Linked DNA regions of Gossypium hirsutum: region 1 is linked to region 2. A link is a contact called in public Hi-C data. All regions are on one chromosome and are shown on one strand. Each heading gives the region's core, a stretch centred on a gene start, on an enhancer-like site or on the middle of the called end of the contact. The rest is flanking DNA. Distances are from core to core; before and after follow the strand shown.

Region 1 (6,819 bases), core at 4,154-6,653, 93 kb after region 2:
TGAGTGCAAAAAAAACTAGGGGCTTAATTGATTTTTTTTAAAAAGGTTTAAGGGTCTTTTTGATGCATTTTGAAAGTTCAAGTACCCAAATGAGTGAAAAAAAAAAGCAAGGCTTAATTATTTTTTTTGAAAAAGTTTGAAGGCTTTTTGCACCGTTAAGCCTCATATTTACAAATAGTTAATCTAAATTCATTTTAGGTTATATATTATTTTTTAAATTTTTAAAAAATATATTATATTATTTTTAAATTGTATATATATATTTTGTTTATTACAATTTTATATATAAATAACTTCACATTTTTTGTTGTTTACATTTTAATATTATATATAACTATATTTTTTGTGTTATAAATTATGTAATATATAAAATTATCATAATATAATATATTACAAAATTAAAAAACAAGCTGAATCATATTTTAAACAGACTTAATATTTTTGTCTAAATTTATTTTTAAGTATAATATTTCTGCACATACTTTCAAAATTTAAAAAAAAAATAAAAAACATTGGATTTGAACTACCAATTGTTAACCAATGCTGCAACTCCATCATATAATGTATTATTCGAAATTCTCAATTTCTTTTTATCAGTCGCATGATAAAAGGTATTTCTCACAACAAAGAAAATATTTCAACCAAAAATATTTTTTAAAGATATTGTTTAAAACTAATATTTTATTCGTATCATTTTTTTAAAATAATATTATTTATTACCCTACTTGAAGTGTAAGTAATATTAGTTACGTATAATAATTACAGGTAGTTTAAATTTACCTACAATATAGACAGTATTAGGTATGTTTTTTTTCTTGATTCATTTTAGGTAAAAATATATATGATAAAAGATGATGAATTCAGAACTCGTATGTTGATCTAATAGTTAACATGTTCACCGTTTTAGATATAACTTAAATTCGAGTCGCATTAGTTGTGTTGCTGTTAAGACTTTATTTTATCTTACAATTAAAAAATAAATAAAAATAATAAAAATCCAAACGGAAATATACCCAAACAAGTGTGCTACTTGGACTGTTGATTTTATTATAATATTTGAAGTGTTTTCATGAAAAACACATTTAAAATTCAAGCCGCCCAATTTGATTTATTGTGTTTTAGTTTTCAGTGATAGAAAAACTAAACAACTAAAAATTATATATAATAAATAATTAATAGGTAAACTATAAAAATAGTCACTTTTATTTTACTCATATTACATTTTAGTTATTTATGTTTGAAATGTTATGTTTTAACCACTTACGTTATTGTTTTGTTACGAAGTGGTCATTTTACCGTTAAGCTCCGTTACCTCTCTAATGGCGATCCTACGTGGTAATTCAAATGGGTTTTAAATGTTAACTTGGATGTCTTACATGGCAGTCCAAATTAAATTTAAATTTAATTGAAAACCTAATTTCATCCCAACAGCTAAATATTCAAGTAGGTATTTAAAACTCATTTGGATTGCCACATAGGACTATCATTAGGGAGGTAACGGAGTTTAACGGTAGAGTAACCACTTCGTAACAAAACGATAACGTAAGTGACTAAAATGTAATTTGAGGCAAACAAAAGTGACTACTTTTATAATTTACCCATAATTAATTTGATAATTATATAAAAATGGTGGAAAATGTGAAACTTTTTTTGGTTGAAAAAAAAATTAATTACTAAGAGAAAAAAAGATATTAATTTGTTAACCCCCCAAAAAAAAAACTTTCGGGTGGGTTTAGTGGTTAATTATTATGGAATGAATGTTGTTTGGAGTAGTAATTAGTAAATGTTTGTTAATTATTATAGCTTGACCTCTCTTCAAAGCCAAGCTCTTTTGCTTGGTACTTTCTCTATAAATTCAATGATTTGGTAACAAATTTTCTCATATATGAAAAAAATATTTATTATTGTAAAATAAAATACTCCATAAATCGATTTAAGATGTGATAGATATCTTTTAATAAATATAATTCTAGTCATATTATATTTCGCATGTGAAGTTTAAATATTTAAATTATTAGTAATATTTTAGTCTCCTAATCCACAATTAGGGTTTTTAACTCAGATTTTCTTATATTCATGTATGCTTCTAAGTTATAACTCTCTTTCATCAATGGATGTTTTATTTTATAAAAAAATATTATTTTGTTATTTTTAGATTAATTCTATTTTTTTAATACAATGTTTATAAATATTCGTAGCCCCTCCCAACCTATATAAATAGGAGTGTGGGTGAACAAAATTTGATTCGATTCGAAAAAATCGAATTTTTTTTTTAAATTTTGAGTTAATCAAATTGAGTTATTTGAATTATTTGAGTCAATTCAAATAAGTCAATCCAAATAACTCAATTCGAGTTTTGAGTTCAAGTTGAGTTAAATTTTACAATTTGAATAACTCGAATAATTCAAATAATAAATTGGTGTAAATACCCTTTTAATCTCTATCAACTTTGAAAATAAACAAATTGGTCTCTCTCACAACAAAAGTTACAAAAAAAATCAAAATAATTTTCAAAATTCAAAATATTTATAAAAATTTCAAATTTTATATTTTAAAAAAATTATAAAAATATATAAAAAACTTAAAATTTTAAAAAATTTCTAAAATAATAATTTTGGGACCTAATTAATGATTCAAATTTTTAAATATCTTATTTTTTTTATTTTGCTTTGAATTTTTTAAAAAATATATATGGTTTCAGATTTATGTGCTCTAATATGAAATTAGTTATATTGTAACAATTTTTTTTGACATGTTTAATTTTTTTTAATTTAACTCGAACAATTTCACTTGATTCAAAAAATTTTCAAATTAAGTTAGGACGATAAAATAAGACTCGTGAACTCGAAATTTTTTCACTCGATTTGATCAAGCGCTCACCTTAAATAGGAGGATATTGCGCTTCAGCACACTCAAAATCACATTATCTTATACTAATAACAATATTCATATCAATTAAGTTAATACTCAATCAGTAATTCTATTATTTATTTTCATTTTAAAATGATAATAAAAAAAATTGGACGTAAATCTCTTTTTGTTTAAAAAATTACAAACGGTGAAATCTTAATAAATAAAAAGAATCTGTCAGTGGCAACATGAGACTTTTTCACTTTCAAAAACATCACTCCTTCCCACCTTTTTTTTTAAAATAAAAATTATTTTAACTAATGTTATGTGACATATTACGGCGCCCATAAATAAAATTCAGAACTAAAAACTAAAATATTCAAGTAATTAATATTTTTTTTTCCTTAAATCTGTTGAGAAAATAAATAAAAATGTTTTACTTTAGCAGTTAAAAGATAACATGTGGGCATGGCATGTAATGATCAAAAAGTTAAGTCCCATTACATTGCATTACCAATTGCCATTGTTTAGCCCAAAGTTTCCACCTTTATAAATACCATACAATTCCCCTACATTAGCCTTTGTACCATAAATAATAACCCACTTTCAATTTCAGAAAAACGAAAATGGGTATTGGCAGCCTCACATTGCCTTCACCACCTCAATTCATTATCCTCTCCCTTCTTCTCTTGTGTGCTTTTGGTGAAGCCGTTGATCCATTTGCTTGTGACCCGAAAGATGCGGTGACGGCTGGCTTTCCTTTTTGCAAGGTTTCGATGCCGATGTCGGATAGAGTGAATGACCTTGTAGGGAGGTTGACGTTGCAAGAAAAAGTAAGGTTGTTGATAAACGGTGCGGCACCAATTCCACGGTTGGGGATCAAAGGGTACGAATGGTGGTCGGAAGCTCTTCATGGGGTCTCTGATGTGGGTCCTGGGACTAAGTTCGGTGGGGCATTCCCTGGTGCAACTAGCTTCCCTCAAGTAATCACGACTGCTGCTTCTTTCAATGCTACGTTATGGGAAGCTATTGGACTAGTAAGTTCTTATTCTTTTTGTCATCTTAAAGATTAAAAAAATTAAAATAATATTGTTGATTGTTTTTCGAGATCTATATATTTATATAATATAAATATTATTCATTGACATGATATGTTTAGTAGCTTTTATGCCTATAGACATATATTTATAAGTTCTTATACACATAATCTCACAAAAAAATTAACTCGATCTATACACTCATTATAATTCAACGCAAACTAATTAAATTTTAGACCGATAATGATAATTATTGGGTATATGTAGAATTATTTTAGAAAAAGAAAGGTGACAAGTGGATTGAATGATAATTTTATGAGCTATTGAGAAGTTAACTTTGTATGACATAGCCTCTTCTATTAGTATGGTAGATATGTCAGCTTCCTCAATTGTGGATTTAAAAAATTGCAATATGCTTAATTTCTTTTTATATTTCACTATACTTTGACAGACAGTCATACCTCAGTACTATTAGATGAAGTAATATTATCCATAAAGCTATCATCATCACTTAAATTTGATGACTGAGTCTTAACTTAATTAATATATGTATTATTATTTATATAAAAAGATATAGATTCGAATATATTAAAGTATATTATTTTTTTATTTATAAATTAAAAATTATGAATAATTTTAAACATTATATTAAAAATAATATATACTAAATTTTTAAATATATATTAGATATTTGTGTTTCACACTTTGATACAAATAGATTAAAGATTATAAACGTCATGGCTAGCTTTATGCTTTTCTTGAACTCCAAGACAAAGAAGGTAAGATCCATGTCTCGCAATTTGCTCATTTCACAGTGTTATGATTGGTTCACAAAATCATCAATCTTGCAAGTGGAATCATTATTATTGGATAGCATTCCAGGCAACTTGCAAGCGTAATTTTACCACAAATAAATAATTAATTTGTTTTATGGGATGGGCGGCGGCAGGTGGTGTCGGATGAGGCAAGGGCTATGTACAACGGTGGATCAGCTGGACTCACGTACTGGAGTCCGAATGTCAACATATTTAGGGACCCACGTGGGGCCGTGGACAGGAGACGCCTGGTGAAGATCCGGTTCTGGCCGGTACATATGCAGCCTATTACGTGAAGGGATTACAGGGAAATGACGGTGATAGGTTGAAAGTGGCGGCGTGTTGTAAGCACTTCACTGCCTATGATCTCGATAACTGGAATGGTGTTGATAGGTTCCACTTTAATGCACAGGTCAGTTCAATTTTTGGTAAAATATCATAACAAGTCGCTCTTTATTTTTATAATTGATCACTTTTTCATTTACAAAACTATAAGGGCAAGGATTAAAGGGATCCATTTAATAGTAAATGGATTAATTTGATAAGATTCTTACAATATAAGGATCTGTCAAGCAATTTTACTATTAAGCTTTTTTACTAGGATATGTACTTTATTAGTTTTATAACTTTCATATGATATTGATGGGTGTAGTGCAATTATTGGACTGGGGGTATGGATATTGTAAATAGTGACAATTAATTTTTCGTGATAAGATCACCTTGGAAAATGTAGCTGTAGTTTTCAAGATGTAGGTGAATGGGGCCAACCTTGGGATTTTACCAGCTGGAATAATCAATTTTCTCCTCAACCACCTTGCTTCATTTTTATTTTTTATTATAATTTAATTTTCACTAATATTATTAAAATTGAAATTAAAACGGGATGGAACGGAAATGAATACATCTAACACCTATAAAAATGATAAATGATTTTTGATATTATAATCTATAGTGAAACGATATAAATGGTGAAATAAAACGAACCAATTATAAAACAATAATATCGTGAATTTGAATAAAGAAAGCTGAAATATGGACCACAAAGGATGGCATATTCTCGACTGTCTAAATTAAATCTTTGTCTGATATCATTTAAATATATTAAATCTTTTTATCCAAATGCTCTGCTTTTTTCCAGTTCCTTCCAGAATAAAAATTCAGACAATGAAACAAAGGGAAAGATTTATAATAATAAAATAAGACAGGCTTGTTCGATTCTCACGTGGGTTCTCACACGTTTATGCAGGTAAGCAAACAAGACATAGAGGACACATTTGATGTACCCTTCAAAATGTGTGTACAAGATGGCAATGTAGCCAGTGTTATGTGCTCTTACAATGAAGTTAATGGTGTCCCTACCTGTGCCGATCCTAATCTCCTGCGAAACACAGTACGAGGTCAATGGAAACTCGATGGGTAAGTCAATCATTTTAAGACATATCAGTTTAATGATCCCTGTTTTTCATGTTGGTCTGGTTTTTACAGGTACATTGTTTCGGATTGTGATTCAGTTGGTGTGTTTTATAATACCCAACATTACACAACAACACCGGAACAAGCAGCTGCTGATGCCATTAAAGCTGGTTTGGATTTGGATTGTGGACCATTTTTGGCACAACATAGTGAAGATGCTGTGAAACAAAAGTTGTTGAATGAGGTTGATATTAATAATGCTTTAGTTAATACCCTTAGAGTTCAAATGAGACTCGGTATGTTCGATGGTGAGTCGTCTGTGCAACCATTTGGGAAGTTAGGACCGAAAGACGTGTGCACTCCTTCGAACCAAGAGCTAGCGTTGGAAGCTGCGAGACAGGGGATTGTTTTGCTTAAAAACCGCGGTGTTTCGTTGCCTTTGTCTCATCGACGTCACCGAACAGTTGCCGTTATTGGGCCTAATTCCGATGCTACTGTTAGCATGATTGGAAACTATGCTGGTACACCATTATGATAATGATTTTGTTTCCCTTTGTTGTTAATGGGATATGGACAATTGAACTTATGTATTAATGTTTAATGATTAGGTGTTGCTTGTGGATACACTTCTCCTTTGCAAGGAATAGGGAACTATGTGAAAACGATTCACCAACTCGGATGTGCCAATGTTGCTTGTTGAGATG
Region 2 (7,240 bases), core at 1,675-4,174:
AAAAACATGAAAAATAATTAAATGTGCTTTTTGGGCCCCACTTTCTGACGCTCGATAATAATTTTCCTTTTTTTTTTTCTCTCTCGATCTTATCGGTTTTTTTTTTCTTTTTCCCATGAAGGATTTATTTGTTTCCCTTTGTAATTAGCAAATGGATTTGAATTTGGGTTTCGTTTTTTAGTCTCACAAATGGCATTTGCAACGAAGCAAAAACCAAAGGCACTGAATTTTGAGTCTACCAACATCAAATTTATGTATTTATTTATCATTAATATATTGTTTTTATTGAATTAAATTTATAAAAACTATTTTTTATTTTATTTTTATTTTTTATATGATATTTTTTAAAATAATTTCTTTAAAAAAAAAGTAACTCTAGATGTATTGATTTTATTTAGCACTTGACTGGTTACTAATTACAGTAATTGGTTTGATCAACTAATTTTATTAATTAATTTTTGATCAACTAGTTTTATTAACTAATTTGATCAAATGATTCTATTAATTGTTTAGCTAAAAAAGTTTGATAAAATTCAGATGATAGTTGAAAATTGATTTGCGTAAAATGATAAATAAGGGCATGACAAATTTTATTGTTAAGTATTTATTTGTTTATAATACTTTAGTCTTTATTGAGTGAAATCATTAAAATAAAACACTATTACCAATGAATTAAAATGTCAATTATAGAAATTAATTAATGAATATTTTTTAAATTCTCAATAAACAAATTTCTTAAGTTCCTTATTTGCAAATATTAACATTGTAGAAATTGATAAATATCAATAGTGTATCAATATAATTGTAAACTAAATTCTTAATAATAATTATGTCACACTCTGAATAAATTTGTCAAATAATATATTTCAATTAATATAAAGTTGCATAAGAAATCATTTTACACAAGTAAATTGAAAACAAATTAAGAGTATATAAATATTTAAGGATGAATGAGCTCGATTGAAAATTTCTATATTAATTTTTGTCAATTTACAGTGGAGGTTTTTTTTTAGAGGTTTACTTTGAACTTTGAAAGTGAAAGTGAAAATAGGAGAATAGAGAATATTGATATCTTAAGACCCCTATTAGGTTTGAGAGCATGTGTCAATGAAAATTAGCATGGCCAGATGTGTTATTACATATATCCCATTCTCAATCAACCATTAAAAAAAGTTGTCCATCACAGTATTTTTTGTTTTGGAAGTTTTAGCTCAACAAGCTCTTACAAACATTCATTTTATCAAACACTACAATTAGAGTATTTGATTATCTAATCTTCCATTTATGCCCAAATCAACTAAAAAAAACCCAAAACTCTATTTATTGTATTTTTTCAAGACTAGCGCTTTATTTTAAAAATAGTAAATATTTTTGGGAATGTGATATAATATAATATTTTTAACATCACATTGAATAGGGTGATTGTAAATAAAACTGTTTTGAATTTATAACTGGGTTAATTACTCTAAAGGTCCTCAAACTATGGTTCATTTTTTAAATTAGTTTTCAAATTGTTAAAAATATTAAGTTCTTAAAGTATTAATCCTGTATCAATATTCAAGTGTTTTTTTGTGAGAATAGCCGCCAACTTGAGTATTGATTGTTAGGCTTGATTTTATGCTGAGTATATTTAAGACATGCGGATCAAATTTTAAACATGTTAATATTTGTTACATGAACAATTTGATTTTTAAGTGTTAAAAGAAAAGAAATAGATATCCTAAATTAATGGCATTGTATATTTCTTTTAACACGTCAAATCCAAGTTGCTTGTGCAATAGGTATATAACATTTCAAATAGCTTCGTGTTAGATTCAAGATGATATTTAATGCTCGAGCCGACATTAGGTTGATGAAAAGGCTTAATTAATATGATATTGATACTTTGAAGATCCAATTAAATATTTTAAAATTTATGAATAAATTAGAATTTCAAATAATGATTTAAGGTGCTTAGTGCAATTAACCCTTTCTACTCAATCATTTGGACAATGCGGCTACAGCATGCGTGGCGCGCCCAAAATGATATACAATTATATATCCTTTTTGTTAATGTCCGGTCAACTAAAAAACAAGAGATTAAAAGTTAATGAAGGATGGAATTAGAAATTTTATATTTGACTTTAAAAAAAAATAACTATAAAATATTAAATGTTAAATACGAAGGGGCCCGACCTACCCCTCATTACGTCCTTCGAAGAAGCTAATATTTATATTATGTATTTGATATGATAAATGTTTCCCATAAAAGATATCCAAAATCTGAATGATTAATTGGTATTTTTAAACATTGTGAAACGAATGATTAAGGATGAGTTTAGATGGGCAGTGTATTTATCTACGATTAGTGTAAAAATAATAGTGATAATGAAATTAAATATTGTAATAGTACTGTAACGTAAGATAAAAAATAAGTTAAACACACTTTATATCATCATCTATCCAAACTATCCTAATTTGATTTAATTATTTAAAAAAAAAAGAATTTTGAAATAAAATATTGTTATTTAGCTAGAAAAATAATGAGGCTAAGGTTATGGTTAGAAAAGAAAATTAAGGGAGAATTAATGGATTAGTAATAGTAGTGGAAGGTTGTTGAATTGTTAACTTCAAAGTGGGAGAGGGAATGGGATTTAAAGAAAAGGCTGAGGTATGGGGTGTTCCTTGAATCGAATTAGATTACACAGTTGAAATTATTTAATATATTGATTTAAATTTAGTTAAATTAAATTTTAAAATATTACTTGAAATCAAAACAAAAATTTATTAATTTTATAAAATTTTAATTATTTTTAAATTAACAATTAAATTGATTGGACTTATAATCTGACCAATTTAACTATCAAGCCGATAGAAACTGTTTATAATTGAGATAAGGGGGAGAAATGGGGGCTGGCCTTGACTCTATAAAGTTGGCTACATGGTTCGGTTTTTGTATGAAAAATGTCGAGCTGATTGAAAACAAGGTTGGGCCATGGGTCCACATATGCTACTGGTGACCATTTGGTGGCTTGCCCAACTTGCCTGCTGCACTTTTTTTTTTAATAATTTTATTATAAGTTTTATTATATATTTTTTATATAATATTTAGAATTATTTATAATCCTTTTATAATTCATAAATAGGAGAATAATTCGTTTCAGTGCACTCAAACTCATATCTCCTACATTAATTACAATATACATGTCAATTGAATTAAGACTCAATCAATTTTTTTTTCATTTTAAAAATTTTTCAAATTATATGAAAAAAAAATTAAAACTTTCTTGTCGATTGTCCTACACTTGAACTTGTACTTGAAGGTATAAAATAATGTGCTTAATTATGGGTTCCATAAGTTTTAGGAGTTTTGCTGAAAAGAAATTAAGAAAAAAAAACATCATTAAGAAGAATTATGAACAATAAGAATATAAAACTATGGGTTATTTCTGTTTATGAGTAGATTTTCTGTTTATTTCTTCTTCTTCTTCTTTGAACAAATTCTGATTATTTTTTTGAATTTAAAACTATGGGTTATTTCCAATTTTTAGTCATAGGTTTCATTGCTTCTTTTCTGGCTTTTGTGAATGGGTTGTATTCCCAATACTTTTATATTTAGTTTTCTATTAATATATCCACTCAAATCTTTGATTAAATATATATATTCTTTATTAAGAAAAAAATTTTGATGAATTTTTTAATAAAAATTTGAATTTGAGAATTTTTAATATCAAGTACTTCTAGCTCTTTTTGTCATGCATTTTTGGTTTTTGTTTTCACCTAATAGTCTATAAATTTTAAAATTAAAATAAATAACTAGGTGAAAGGCACGAATAAATTTATTTGCTATCTTTAGTATTGTTAGTAAAAATAAATTCTCACAACTTTGAAAGTTTGAGTTTGAGTTTCATCATTTACAACTTTATGATTATAATATATAGATCTTGGCTTCACCATGTACATATGCCATGTGTGCAGCTTATTTGATTATTTTCAAATTAGTTCGATTCTTCATCACATTGGTTGAATTTTATTGTTTAATATTAACGTTTATTGTTTAATTTTATCTACTTTAAAGTATCTGCAAAACGTAAGAAAAAGACTAACTATTTTTTTTTTTGCCATTCAAAGAACCCTTCAAAAAGATACATTAGAAAGTATTATAGACTAATATATTTTAGATCAAAGTCTAATATATATATAATCTAATTCCTATTACTATCCATATACTTCAAAATCTTTAAATCAAAAGATAACATGCATTTAAGCACATTAGAACCAATGCCTTGTTGCATCGTACCAACAAAACTAAAGCTTAATCAATATATATTTTAAGAAGGAAAAAATGGAATAGTGCATCAACCATCACTGACGAGGAAAATCGCTTAAAGTGAAGCTAATAATATTCTTTACATGGTCAAGAGCGAAGCAAATCCACTATTAATATAAATAAGCAAAATCAAACTGGCATAATTGCTTGAGATCACAAGAACCCTACTCATATATGACTGGTTAAGACTAAGGACTAGCCTAACTACCATACCAAATATCTTCTCTCTCGAGTTATATGCTCAAATATTCGACCAAACCCAGTGCTTCAAAACAAGATTTCTTACATACACTTAGTAGGATCATGGAAGCACAAAAGAAATGCAGAGATGAATCATTTTGGGTATTAGCAGGCACATCCTCCTGACTCTTGTTGTGACTGCGATCCATTTGAATTGCTCGACTTAAGATTCACATCCACCATATCTTCAGGCTTTGTTGAAGATAGTGTTTCCATTCCGGGCAATGCAGCTGCAATCTTCCGAAATAGAGCCTGTAAAATGTGATCAAACAAATCTTAATATCAGCTAATGGTGCAATATTTGTCATGTTAGACAGGATGCCTCACCCCCTCACTGTATTTTATTCATTGAGTAATAGAATTCGTTTTTTTCATCTTTCGAATTCTTTCAACTTTTGAGTTACTTTCGCTTTGCTTTTCGTTGGTGCCTTGGAAAAATTTTGTTTGAATCCTCAATTATTAGGAGTTAAGCTGACTTAGGCATTTTTATAGCGAAGAAATTGCCTAAAATTACATGAATTGCAAGACAAATTCTAGCCCCATGACACATGCACGTACATTTATAATAGATTTGTTAAATATAAGCATGGCTTGAAACCCATTGTACAATAGTGGTTGTAATAAATCATTTGGTTGACAAAACCTACAACAACAGCATCATACAAGAAAATTATCAAAACATTTACAATTCACATGAATGAACCATAAAAAATCAGTTGTATTAATCGAAGGTCTGCAAAAGCAAATGCTCTTCCCTGCAAAATCTTGAGTATTAAACTAACAAACACTAGTGCTTTTCTTATAAATAACTTGCTTTATATATCTTTAGAGATCTTATTGCAATGTAATAAGCTATAAACTAATGTTTGGTCTCCCAGTTGAACAAAAAACAGACATAATTTCACAGTAAATAATGAGTATGTCTACATTGGTACGAAACATATCAAGCAGTATGCTGGATTTCCCGGACATGGTTCTGCAACCTCCTTGCCTTCTTATCATCAATATAATTTTGATAAATATAAGCAGCAAAACCACAAAGAGCCAAAAGCATGGCGATTACCTTCACACCGAAGCTATTGCATCGTTTGCCCCAATGATGGCCTTTCTGATCTTATCCGTATTCCGATCGAAGAAAGAAAGTTTCAGTCCTTTGAATTTCTTACTAAGCCTGTGTTTGAGCTCTATGCCTTTGCGCGCTAAGGCTTTCTTGGCTAACCCCAGCTAGTGGGGTAACAGCCAAAGACAGAGTGCTGATAAAATTAGAGAAGAGAGATGACACAACAAAAATCAACCCCACAACACCAACAGCACATACTTGCCAAGATATAGCAGTCCACACCAATGTCAGCACGTATGAAACACTTCCGGTGCCAAATACCTCCATCTCGTGCTGCAAACTCTTCCATTCACCACTTGCAAAGAGGCCGATAGTCGATAGGCAGCTTGCAACGACTGATGTATAGATTTGCATTTCTAAAACGACAGAAAACGTTTCCTTTTTCAAAACCTTCTGAAATGAAAGTTGCATAAAGGAAAGCAAAAGGGAATAAAGAGCAAAAGCTCCAAGGGTGCAGAGGAAGCCGATAAGGAACTTACCCTTGGGAACTCCTGATGGCCCATCTGAATTATCATTCACTGCAATTAAGGCAGCAGACAATGACAGGGTGACCACTGAGTTGAGAATCAAAGCAGTGAACTTCTGTGAGTTAAGGAAGTAGGAAAAAACTGCATTGAAAGCTAATTGAGTTGCGCAAATAAGCGAATAAGTAGAGGCTGAGAGGTACAAAAGCCCTACAGAATACAGCATATTGTCACCAGCAACAAGTACACCAAGAACAAAATATAGCAGAGCAAGGTTTTGATGGAAGGTGAAGTGGAAAAAGTTGAAGCCTCCCGAGAAGGGCGAAGAAGAAACCAAGGGATACAAAGGACTGGGAAGCCAGCAGTTTGCACAAGAGTGGCCATCCATTGACTGTTTCCACCTTTATCATAATAAAATCTCCCCAGAAGAACTGTTGCAGCTTGGCCAGCAATGAGGAAGAATATGTTGATTGCCACCAAAAGCCACCATTGAAACCGCTTCAGTTTAAGAAATGGTGATTCATCCATTAAATTTTCCTCCTTGTTGACAATAGATTCTTGATTATCTGTAATTGAACAATAGAAAACTCAAATTTAATGAAATAAGATCAATGTTCTAACATCAACAGGACTAATGTTGACTTTTGCCAACAAAAGATCATGAAAGAGAGTCTTCCAAATCCCAGCACTATAAACTTAACTTTTACAGCACACTTAAGGTAGGAACCAAGGGTTAAATTGTTTCTCAAGTTACAAGTATACCTTTATCGACATTGTTAGAAGGGCCCTTCCACAAACCTTAACATGGACAGTAAAACAAAAATGGAGGATAAAAAGAACTACTCTTCTTATAAAGAGCATAAAGAAAAAAAATAGGACCACTTCAAGAACATAAGAAAAACATGCAAGAACATTCATGCAATAATCTAGAAATCCTCCCTTGGATTTTAATAGGAATCTTCAACGGGATCCTGGAAATTACAAGTAAGCAAACATGAAAGAGAACCAAAAATATAAATTTCCAAAGAAAAATAGCCTACCAATGAACTGATTTGCTTGGCAATATCCAAGTTTTTGACCAAAACCTATCGGATGTTCACAAAGTCA

The links. Hi-C and Micro-C count contacts between places; a contact is called where the count stands out from the background.
Region 1: a Hi-C map of leaf shows a contact between it and region 2, with 2.8 times the contacts expected there. The contact joins two enhancer-like sites. A contact is called at or near these places in 7 of 34 Hi-C or Micro-C datasets (hypocotyl, leaf and seedling).

What each region holds. Positions count from the first base shown.
Region 1 is chrA12:84,987,453-84,994,271 of Gossypium_hirsutum_v2.1, forward strand. It overlaps the pseudogene LOC107925522. Among protein-coding and RNA genes, the nearest start is that of LOC107925622, 12 kb to the left of the region's middle. Within about 2 kb of position 5,404, at least 6 of the 9 cell types and tissues checked have an H3K27ac peak or open chromatin away from gene starts, as enhancers often do. A contact at or near this core is called in hypocotyl and leaf, where this site is marked.
Region 2 is chrA12:84,896,452-84,903,691 of Gossypium_hirsutum_v2.1, forward strand. It overlaps the pseudogene LOC107925652. Among protein-coding and RNA genes, the nearest start is that of LOC107925568, 5.1 kb to the left of the region's middle. Within about 2 kb of position 2,925, at least 3 of the 9 cell types and tissues checked have an H3K27ac peak or open chromatin away from gene starts, as enhancers often do. A contact at or near this core is called in hypocotyl and leaf, where this site is marked.